Regions from separate parts of the Hordeum vulgare genome. Here region 2 is linked to region 1. Evidence: chromatin contacts called from public Hi-C data. All regions are on one chromosome and are shown on one strand. Each heading gives the region's core, a stretch centred on a gene start, on an enhancer-like site or on the middle of the called end of the contact. The rest is flanking DNA. Distances are from core to core; before and after follow the strand shown. Region 1 has its middle 27 kb from the start of LOC123445670. Region 2 has its middle 20 kb from the start of LOC123445865.

The links. A called contact is a pair of places that touch in the nucleus more often than the background predicts.
Region 2: a contact with region 1 is called in a Hi-C map of leaf, with 6 times the contacts expected there. The contact joins two enhancer-like sites. A contact is called at or near these places in 3 of 6 Hi-C or Micro-C datasets (leaf and seedling).

The regions. Positions count from the first base shown.
Region 1 is chr1H:13,231,557-13,237,305 of MorexV3_pseudomolecules_assembly, forward strand. No RefSeq gene overlaps it. Among protein-coding and RNA genes, the nearest start is that of LOC123445670, 27 kb to the left of the region's middle. Within about 2 kb of position 3,450, at least 1 of the 3 cell types and tissues checked has open chromatin away from gene starts, as enhancers often do. A contact at or near this core is called in leaf, where this site is marked.
Region 2 is chr1H:13,318,120-13,324,124 of MorexV3_pseudomolecules_assembly, forward strand. No RefSeq gene overlaps it. Among protein-coding and RNA genes, the nearest start is that of LOC123445865, 20 kb to the right of the region's middle. Within about 2 kb of position 2,687, at least 3 of the 3 cell types and tissues checked have open chromatin away from gene starts, as enhancers often do. A contact at or near this core is called in leaf, where this site is marked.

The sequences.
Region 1 (5,749 bases), core at 2,200-4,699:
GACCGTCCGCATTGGGGGAGCCTGCACAACAAGTGCAAACCATATGACCACCAATGGTCGGGTCAGCCTTGCGGAAAGCCGGCGCAGCTGCAGAGATGATGGACGAAGTCGAAGCAGACGGCACGAGGAGCTTCACGGGGCGCGGGCACATGTGTGGCACTTGTGGCGGCCGCTTGCTTACGCACATCTTCCATCTTAAATAGCTGCACAATAATGAATCAACAGTTTAGCCATCACAACTTCTGCACGATGTGAGCAAAATTCAGTGGGTAAGTGTTGGATAGCAACACATGCTTACCCGAAGTGTGTGACTGTCAAATTCAGATACAATGTAGCGTGCATTATCCGATGAGATCACATAGCCAGGCCCATTGGCATAACTTGGGTAAGCCTCCTCTGGCCATTAAGTAACAAGAAGACTATAATTAGGGCATGATCTATGGGGGCATCACCTCGTTGTGGCTCCAGCCACCACCTAAGAGGCTAAGAAAAATAATAATGAAGCCACCGTATGATTATCTCACACCCATCACCTCTTCTAGTGGTCCACCTATCTCTCTCTCCGTCATTACTTTTTTTACTTCATTCTTCCTCCACTCTCTCCTCCGGTCCGTGCTTTTACTTTTGCCTTTTTCAGCAAGGAAACTGCCTTTTTCAGCAAGGAAGCGGGCTCCTCTGCAAGAGCCCGTTTGGCTCTGCACTGTCTTTTACCTATTCTCCTCCACAGCAACAGTTCATCCGACGTGGATTCATGAGGCAGCGGTCCATCCTGGAGCGTGAGAGAAAAAAAAAGCTTGTGCACGCATGCATGGTAACAATGGAGAGAGATAGAGCATCTGTCACGTGGCGAAGAAACGTCCTGTCAAACAATGTACAGATTTTGAACAGCGACGTGGACCATTGCATGCCATGAGTCATGATTCAATAAACTTGCTCCTGCCAGCCTAGTCTTGTCAAACCTAGTTCTGCATGCTTCTCCTCTTGTCGCGGTTCTGCCTAATTAAACTGTTGTTGCTGCAAATCGTCTGCATCTGGACAGAGGCTTGCACGTATCTTATTCCCAATGGATGGACGAGATAACAGGGTGTCCCGACTCCCGGGTGCCATCACACCTTTCCGGTCCGTCTATTGGACCCACACACGGAGACCATATGCGACCGTGTTCAACACCGCGACACTCCAGTTCACTGAAATCGATCTGCCACCCCTCTTGGCAGAGCAACAAGGCCGTGGGTGCCATTTTGTGATTGGCAATACAAAGGATGGGAGGCCCTGTATCGTTTCCTTAGATTTTGGGGGTGATAGCTCGCGTGATATTTATTTCTGGAGACGCGATGAACATGATGACAATGGGGTTGCTGAGGGGTGGATGCTGGACCAGACATTTCCCTTGAAAACAAGCCCTCAGTTTATTAAGTTTTCAGAAGGTGACGATGAATTTTTCGTTGTCCGGCTTATCGAAGTTATCGATGGAATCGTGTACCTGCGTACATTTTATGATGCCTATTTTGAGGTTCCTCGGTTGTTGCTATCATTTTGTCTCCAAACTGGGGAGCTGAAAAAGATCTATGAGGGTTGTTGCCAGCTTGTCCATCCCTATGTCATGGCGTGGCCTCCTTCTTTGGTGCTACATGATAAGGTGAGCCCATGAATATTGTGTGAAACCTGGACCTGGATCAGTTATACGCAATTTTTAGAATTTAATTAATGGATTGTTGTGGGAATCTGCTATCCATTCCTATTGTACATGATTTCTGTTTTGTGACTCGAAGATACTGAACCATATTTATATAAGTCTAATACTATTCGGTAGTGCTATTGCTGAAACACTCGTACGCTGATAGTGTGGACATATTATATAGCATACCCTTATGCAAGTATGGTTTGTTGTGATATGTTTTACGAATGATGCTTCGTTCAAAATTCTGCTCCTTCAGTGTTACTGTTGTCATAAGCATATGTTTGTATACTCCTTGATGTTGGGCTCAACATTCTGTTCACTGCTTACAGCTGAAGCTACAACAGCAGTGGATTTGTGTACTTTAATTCGGTGCAGTACTTACATAAGCTGTAAATTCTTATGGTCTCTGTTCAAAAGATCAAGCTTCGTCTACCCCAAGCTCGGAAGGAAGTGATGTGAAGGCTGGAGGTGGCCCAACACAGCTGCCTGCATCTGATGCCAAAGCATAACAGGTAACGATGTGTGGACTGAAGGCTATAAATTCAGAAGGTTGATGGTTTGCATAATTGGACATGGATGGACCTGCACTTTTGTTGAATAGTAAATGTTGATTCGATTGACCTGCTAGTTTTCTATGACTATAACCTGTGAGCATCTTCCAATATTCAATGAGTGCACATGAGATGATCTTTTAGTCGCTTTACCTTTTCGTGGCAGTTCCGACATTGCTAACATTTGGAGAGTACTCTTTTTGATGCATGAAATCCTCGTATTTAGATTTTTTAGGATCAGATGATAGACTTGACTCAGATTTCCAACGCATTATATTGATGAAGAGTTCTGCTACACTAAGATAATTTCCGTACGTGCACTGGATAACAGCTGTCAATTGTGTTCTCTGTATAGGTTTAACTAAGCTAACATTGTATGAAAAGAGCGTGCCTGCAAATCAATTCCAATTGATAAATGATGTGCACTTGTTTATCTTGTTCTTGTAGGATCACTTGGAGAGTTAGTGAAATGGTGGTGGTGTCTTTTGGCAATGCTGATGCCTAAAAGATTGAAATCCTTATGTCCTACTGGTTGTGGCTATCTTCAGAGCCTGATGTCATTCTCTTATCTTTATGTGCCTTTTGCGTATGCAGTATTCTGGAATTTCAGACCTATATATTTGGACCTTAGTGGTTGATTGCTTGGCACTTAAATAAGTTGTGGTTAATGGTCAGATTATGAACTATTTGCTCTGCGAGCTATTTGATTTGCTTAGACAAGAATTTGGGACCTACTTGCTGCCGTTGGTTTGGTGTGTACTGCATTGCTGGATTCATATATATCATAGTCTTGGCGCTGCTAGTTAATTCTTGTCTATGATTTGCTTTGCGAGCTATTGCAAGGATCTTGTGTATGGTTATTTTGTCCTCTGAATTCCTGCTTCTGGATGATGCTATACATCGCAAGTGAATAGAGCAACAAGCAGCCCAAGCCGAGCCTAAGTCTTGTATTGTGTTTATTCACACTACAGGGCCGAGACAATCTGTTTCGACTCCAATCCACCCTCATTCAACGAGTTAATTGTACAAAACATCGACATTGAAGGTTAGGGTTGCAGGAACCACAGTTCTACACTTTTGTGTCCAAAACCACTAATTTTGAGGGTTTTTTTTGCGAAAAACACTAGTCACCCGATTTGTTCGTTTTAAGCATGATTATGAAAGATGGGTCCCGCTGAAAAGGGTAATGTGGCACGATATAACGGATCACAAAGAAAACAAAATTTGAGGGACTATATTGTAAAAAGGTCTGAGAGGATAAGGTTCTCGCGCCGTGCTCGTGCTTGGCCGTCGGCGCCTCTGCTCCCCCGCGCCTTGCCGCCAGCGCCTCTGCTCGCCCGCACCTGGTCGTGTCGTCACTGCTTGCTCGCGTCGCTTTCGTTGCCCCTGCTGCTCGCTCCTTCCATCGGCGCCGATGCTCTCTCCCGCTGCTGCCGGCGTTGCTTTCTCCAGCTGGTGCCACTGTCGATGCTGCTCTCTCCCGTTGGTGCCACTGCCGCTGCTGCTCTCTCCCATTTGTGCCGCTGCCACTGCTGCTCGCTCCGTCGCCGCCGCTGTTGCTCTCTCCCGCTGGCGCCGCTGCTGCTTGCTCCTTCCACCAGCGTTGCCGCTCTCTCTCACTGCCACCGATGATGCTCTCTCCCGCTAATGCTGGCATTGCTCTCTCCCGCTAAGCTCTCTCTCGCTATCGCTGTTGGTCTGTCCCGCTAGTGCCGCTACCGCTGTTGCTCGCTTTGCCGTCACCGTTGTTGCTCTCTCCCGCTTGCTCTGCTACCGCTGCTGCTCACTCCGACGCCGGTGCTGCTGCTCTCTCCTGCCATCAATGTTGTTGCCGAAGGCCATAAGCCACCCTCTTCCCCCTTCGGGCGAGGCTCCGGAGTTCGTACCTCGCCAGTGACGGGTCCCCATGATGTTGTCATGGTGTGTTGGAGTTTCGCTTGGGCAGGACCCGATTGAGTTTTTTTATTTTGCCCGAAGATTGTCTATGTGAATGTAGATACACCGTTTGTGCTGTTCCGTTATGCCGCACCAGCTTTTGCGGGCTCCACTTGTCATAATCATCATTAAAAGGCTCAAAACCGACAACTATTTTTTTTTGTTGCAAAAAAATAGGCTCGGAATTATTGGTTTTGGGCACAAAAGTGTAGAACTATGGTTCCTGCAACCCAGCCTTCAATGATGATGTCTTCTACAATTAACTCCTCATTCAACTCATTTTCTGGTATGATGCACATATGAATGTTGAATGCAACAATTTTTACGATATACTCCCTTCGTTCGAAAATACTTGTTATTGAAATGAATGTATCTAGATGTATTTTACTACCTCCGTCACGGTTTAGAAGGCACGGTTAGATTTACGTGCATTTCCAGAATAGACAAGGTTTACGGCGTATTGCGTTTACTCCTAGCAGCTAATTAGTACTCCGTTGTACTTCTTCTATATGCATGTGTAGTGTGAATGCTATTTTTTAACTCATTTTACAACCAATCAATAACCACCTAGGTACTAGAGAATTTTCATCCGCGCCTTCTAAACCGTGACAGAGGGAGTAGTTCTAGATATATTCAATTTTATACATTTGTGGGACAAGTAATTCCGAACGAAGGGAGTATGTCATATGATAGATATTGTTGTCGTGTCGCCCCCGCATCGTTCATGAGAAATATATTCGACATAAATTAACATTACAATTTGTATTCTTTTTTATTGTAAGGAGGACATGTCAAAACTTGTAAATCTACAATAGCAAAGGCCACTTCTCTTTACGTACTATACTTGCAACCCAAACCAAAGGTGACGTGCAGTCCTTTTTTTTGTGGGGAAAAAGGTGACGTGCAGTCAGCATGATGAGTTGAGCCGTTGTAGGGAGCCCATCTAAATGTTACTACAGCACACACTTCTCTGTCGATCAGGCACCGAACAATTGCTGACGACAAACCCTAGTCCCAGCGAACCGAGGAGACGATGCCGCCAGGACGAGAAGGCGATGGCTGCACGGAGCCGCGACGAGGTCGCTCTGTCTCATTCGCCGGCCACCGTCCACAGTAGCCGCGACGAGGTCGCTCCGCCTCGTTCGCCGGTGCCGCTCCCCTTCATTGCTCCACAGGTCTGTTCCATTCTTCTTCCTTCCTCCAATCTTCCATCCAAGAAACAGAATGGGTCCTGAACGAACAGTGTCTTCTTTTTTGTAGAAGAAAAGGAAGAAGGAGCACGAGCAATCTTCCATCCAAGATGTTCTCCTCATCGTGATCCTGTCGCGGATGCGCTACAGGTCGCTCTGACCGCTTCAAGTGTGTGTCCAAGCCATGGCTCGCTCTTTGCTCCGATCTCCACGTGCTGCATAGGATGTCACCACGGACCCTGTCCAGCCTCTACTACTTCGTCGATGGCCCCCGCGCCCTCCGCTTCCTGTGATCTCTCTTTCTTGCGTGTGGTCTACCAACGCATCACCACCGAAGAATGTTGTGGTAGCCTTCTCGTTTGTGCATGTTGGAAACCATACTCTCAGCAAGA
Region 2 (6,005 bases), core at 1,437-3,936, 86 kb after region 1:
CCATTTTGCACCGAATCTGCCATGCCGCTAAAGGAAAAAATACGTGAGAAAATCATAGACCGCTTCCAGGAATGTCTTCACTGACCCCCGTCACATGTGGTGAATAGGCCATCAGCCTATGACCGCTTTGTGAAGATATTCTATAAAAAACAAATGCAGCAATCAAGACCTACACATAGTACAAAAAAGCAGGAAAACAGTTCCCTAGTTCGGAGAACAGGCAGTGCAATCGATCACCCCGCTCATGGTGATGAGCGACGCTGCTACAGACATCAGTCTAAGTTTTAATCAACTCTAAGGCATCGAGGATATCCTCGTGGCTGAAGTAGCATCGTGATATGTCATCGGGCAACCTCTGGTCAAACCTGAGGAGATGCCACAGCTAACAACACGTATGCGAAGATTGCATGAATGGTACATGGAAGCAGTTGCCAACGGGTGATTGCACCTCATGATGAAAGTCAAGGAAGAGCATTAGTTCTATGAAAACGGTATATCCATTGAGTTTGAGGAATTGTTTCAGTTATACAATCAAGACGCACTCAACAAATCTATGGTTAGTTGCTATTGTCTGTAAGTGATATCTTTCTGTAATTAAAGTCTCTAGCTTAGTCCCTTCATTGCTTGTAATTATCATCACTATATCATTTTCTATGTTATTATGTAGAATGAAGACTCTCGGATGCAAAAGAGAGGGAATCTATTCCATTGGGCTCATTGATCCATATACCCTTACTGAAAAGCTGATAGAAGACTTCCCCGGAGACTCAGAGAAGAACTTGCTAAGGTTTAAAAAGGAACAAAATACCGACACATAAATACTATGGCCTTACAACTTCAAGTGAGTGTTACTGTTTTGTACTATAAATTATATTATGCTTATTCGATGTGAAGTGTAGTTGATGAGTTTTGCATGCGTGCTTATATAAGCGGCCGCAGGTTTCATTGGATCCTGCTAAACATTAGACTTGATGCTGGAATTATTGAAGTCGAAATCTCACTAAATAAAAATCCTGAAGATTACGTCAGCGAAATTAAAATGCTCGATAGGTAATTTTAATCATCATCGCGCTAGCTATATCAGCCTCTTTCGTTCATTTCTTGATATATCAAGTAATTAATAGCTTATTTATTTATTTTCTTGGTCGAACAGGGTTTGGAAAAAGTTCATCAAAGAGGTTAGGGTGAATGGCATCTGAAGCTGAGTTGGAAACTGGAAAAGGTAATTAATTAAGTAGTACTAGCTAGGTTCGCGCATCTTTTTAATTTCAGTTTCAATATCATTATCTTGCTTGATTATTAACTGACTATATCATATTCTCGCAAAGTGCATGAGCGAGCAACGGGGGACTAATTTATGCGCATACTACGTTTGCGAGAATATTCACACGGCGAGGCGCTTTCATGAACAATAACGTCATGTATGTAAACACTATTTGCATTTTTTATAATAATCTAATATATATACAACTAATATATTTATATTGATTTCCTTTGTTTAAAAATTGATGAAATGCGGAAGAAGCTTCTACCAAAATACCGCATACAAGCAATTCAAGAGAAAATTGCTAGATTTTTCCATAATAAGGTCATACCTTGCCGCGGAGAATATCATTACGTGTAATGATCTCCAAACTATATAGGAGAATATATATATATATGTGTGTGTGTGTGCGCGCGCGCGCATGCGCGCGTATATGAACGTATGAGAAATTATATTATGCGTCAACGTGTATAGTATCTAGTAGTGTCAAATATGTTTGAAATGAAAATAACTTGAATGGAAAACACAAAATGAGAAGGAAAAATAAATTATAAATCCTAAACCCTAAAACCCTAATTCGAACAAAAATAAACTCTTTAATCGTAGTTGGTGAAAGCAACTCGGACTAAAGGTCATCCGCCCCCGGTTGCATGCTCGCTGCAACGTGGAAGGAAATTCGTCCCGGAGCATGGCCAACCGGGACTAAAGGTCAAACCCTTTGGTCCCGGTTGGCGACCTGGGACTAAAGAGGATTCTCAACCGGGACTAAAGACCCGTTCTCCATTAGTGATTCTTGAAATGATATATTTGTCGTAGTTTAAAACTACAGTAATACCACACAATTTAGCAATTCAATAGTGTCTTTTTTGAATCATTGTTTTGGTTAAATTGTCTGTCACCAATTGTTTTCTTCTTGAAGTCTGACATGCCATACTATAACTTAGAGAAACTTCTTGGAATAGGGCCTTTTGGCTCCCGAGCTTCATGAAGGCAGGATTTTGTAAAAAAATCAAATTCAAATATTTTGGTTTAAAAAGATTCTGCAAAAATATGCATGTATGTAAGGATATAATGTACACGTGTGTAAAAATTCGGGATGAAATACTTTGAATTGCGACCTATATAAAAAATGAAATTCAACGCCTGAAATAATGAATAGTATTATGTGTTAAAAAGCTTCAGATTTTTTTTTTCTTTTTTTGCAAAACCCTCGTGTGTTAAAAAGTCCCACTAGTCGGTTTACCCCCACTATTCAGTTAACCCAAACCGGACCACGATGCCAAGCTTCGGACCCCTAAAGGCTTCCCCAGCAACCTCAAAATCAGAGAGCTTTCCTCTATCGTGGAGTCCACTCTGGAGCCCTCCAATAAGTTCTGTGTTTGCACTAAGGCGACTTGAAGGCCGGGGAAACAAGGGACCTCCTATGGGCCGCTCGTTGTGGCAACTGCCGAGCGGACGCACAGTGGGTCTCCCTAACTAGGCCAGCCCAAGTTAGCCACGAGTAGCAATTGTGGAGACCACAAAAAAAGTTAGCGACCAGCAGTTAAAAAATATGAAAATTTTCAGTAAAATTATTAGAATAATTTTTTTAAAGTTCGGAACATTATTTCAACATTTGCAATATTTTCTTAAATTCCCGAACATTTTTTCAAATCCGGAATATTTTTTCGAATTCTGGAACATTTATTAAATTCCTGAACATATTTAAATTTCTCGAACATTTTTCAAAATCCAAAACATTTTTTCAAACTTTGGTACATTATTTAAAATTCCGGAACTTTATTTAAATTTTTGAACCTTTTTTCAAATTTCAGAACATTTCTTTTCAAAAATTCGAAACATTTTAATAAAAATATCAGAACTTTTTTTAAAATTTTGGAACTTTTTTTCAAATCTCGGAACATTTTTTAAAATTCAGAAACATTTCTTCAAATTCGGAACATTTTTTGAATTCTGGAACATTTTCTTAAATTCCTGAATATTTTTAAAATTCCGAAACATTTTCTGAAATTTCGAGACATTTCTTCAAATTTCGGAACATTTTTAAAAAATCCAGAACATTTTTAAAACAGAAACATAAAAAAATAAACAAAAAAGAATAAAGAAAAAAGAAAACAAAAAAAGGAAAACCGGTTCAGGGAATCTTCTAGAAAGTTCCTAAAACCAGAAAAAATCGGCTGGAAACCTCTAGAAGGTTCCCAAAACCGAAGCTGTTATCATGTAAATGCGTCGGGCCATTACCAAACGCAGCCTGGGAGTCCCTGTGCGAAGCCTCGACATTTAGACACAGAAAGCGGCGAATAGGAATTTCCGGGAAACAAGTCCACTTCTTCCTAAATTGACCGTCAGCGAGCTCCACAGTTTCCACATCCAAGGTGTCCAATTCAACATTCTCTAAGGTAAATACTAGTGCCAAACTGCCTTTTCGTAAATGATTTTTCTCCTTTGAATCCTGACACTCAATATTTGAGTTGCTAGAACTTATAACCCTATAACATTATGATGATGGTGTTTTATAAAACGTGTGCATGTGGTCGTAGTAAACTAGAACTAGAACAAAGATCCAACAACAAGAAATGATTCAAAAGCGAAATTAGACATGGTAGGAGCGTGAGACGGGAGCTCCTACCTACCGCTATGAGCAACAGGGAGCCAGGGGGAGCCCCGACTGGGCCGGCCAAGTTCTATTTCTGTAACCTTTATTCTTCTCTGTTTTTTCTATTTTTTGGTTCGTTTTTTCTTTCCTTTTTTCCTTTTCTATTTTTTAAAGAAAAACATCTTCCAAATTCGAATAATTGTTTTTAAAAACCGTCAATCAATTTGGAAGCGCGACCATTTTTTTAAAGCACGAACATTTTATGAATCTTGAAAACAAAATTTTAAAAAGAAGAACAATTTAAAAAAACCCCAATCAAATTGGAAAGCGCGAACAAAGTTTCAAAGCACAAACGTTTTATGAATTTTGAGAACAAATTTAAATATTGGAAACAATTTTAGAAAACATGAACAAATTTGGAAGCACGAAGAATTTCTAAAGCCCAAATAATTTTGAAAGCACTAACATTTTTTGAATCTTCAAAACAAAATTTTGAAAAGGAGAACACTTCTGAAAAACCCCAAACAAATTTTTAAAGCACTACATTTTTTGAATTTTGATAACAAACTTTGAAACCGAGAACAATTTAAAACAAGATAAACAAATTTCAAAGCGCGGACAATTTTTTAAAGCATGAAAATTTTATCAATCTTGAGAACATAATTTTGAAAAACACCGAATAAATTTGAAAGCGTGAACAAAATTTAAAACACAAACATTTTTTGAATTTTCAGAACAAATTCTGAAACCGAGAACAATTTTCAAAAAAACGTGAATGAATTTGGAAGGTTGAACAGTTTTTTAAAGCACCAACATTTTTTGAATCTTGAAAACAATTTTTTGAAAACAGGATCAATTTTGACAAAACCCAACCGAATTTCTAAAGCGCGAAGATTTTCTGAATTTTGAGAAAAAAATGTAACCAAAAAATATTTTTAAACAACATGAACAAATTTAAAAGCACGAATATTTCTTGTATCATGAGGAAAAAAAATTGAAAACGGGAACAATTTAGAAAAAATTAAAGCACATACATTTTTTGAATTTTGAAAACAAATTTTGAAACTGAAGACTATTTTATAAAAATGTGAAACAAATTGGAAGCACGAACAATTTTTTAAAGCACAAACATTTTTTCAATCTTGAGAACAAAAATTTAAAAAGGAGAACAATTTTGAAAACCCCAAACAAATTTGAAAGCGCTAACAAAATTTAAAGCATGAAGATTTTCGAATTTTGAGAATTAATTTTGAAACGGAGAACAATTTTGAAAAAACGTGAACAAATTTAGAAGCGTGTAGAATTTTTTAAAGAACGAATATGTTTTGAATCTTGAGAACAAATTTTGAAACTGAGAACAAATTTGAAAAACCCCAAACAAATTTGGAAGCGCGAACAGATTTTTAAATCAAGAATTTTTTTGAATTTTGAGAACAAATTTTGAAACCGAGAACATTTTCAAATTTCCTGAATAAATTTGAAAGCGCGAAATTTATTTTAAAATACAAACAATTTTTAAATTTTAAGAACAAAATTCAAAACTGAGAAAATTTTAAATTGTAAGAAAAAAATTAAAACTTAGAACATTTTTTTAAATAAAGAACATTTTGTGAAAATTCAGAAATATTTTTTAAAAATCTGGAACATTGTTTGAAACAGAATTAGGAAAGAAAAAAGAAACAAAAAAGAATGATGAAAATGAAAAAAAGAAAAACCAGTTCAAGAAACCTTGTAGAAGTTTCCCAAAACCGTAAAAAAGCGGGCACTACAACCCCGACTAACAGGCAAGCCCATTTAAAAGCGATCGCTCTTCCGCTCTGTGCGAAGCCTCTTGGCACATAGCGGTGAATAGGGTTTTTCGCATGAAAGAGCCGTTATGCCTTCACTATAGGCCTTTGAAAAAGTCCGGAGAATATCGGCCTTTTAGGACATGGGCCGAGGTCACGGTAAAATAGTGCTAAAATAGAGGTCGGACGGCAAGACATGATTCAAAAGCAAAATTCAATGGCGGAAATTGAGTCGGAGCATGAGAGGGCTGAGATTAGATTGGGTTCTAATGCCTAAATAAATGCAAAGAGCCGTAGTGTGTTTGAATATTTAGCGTAAATAGTTGATCACTCTAATGGCGACGGATTCGATTCGCAA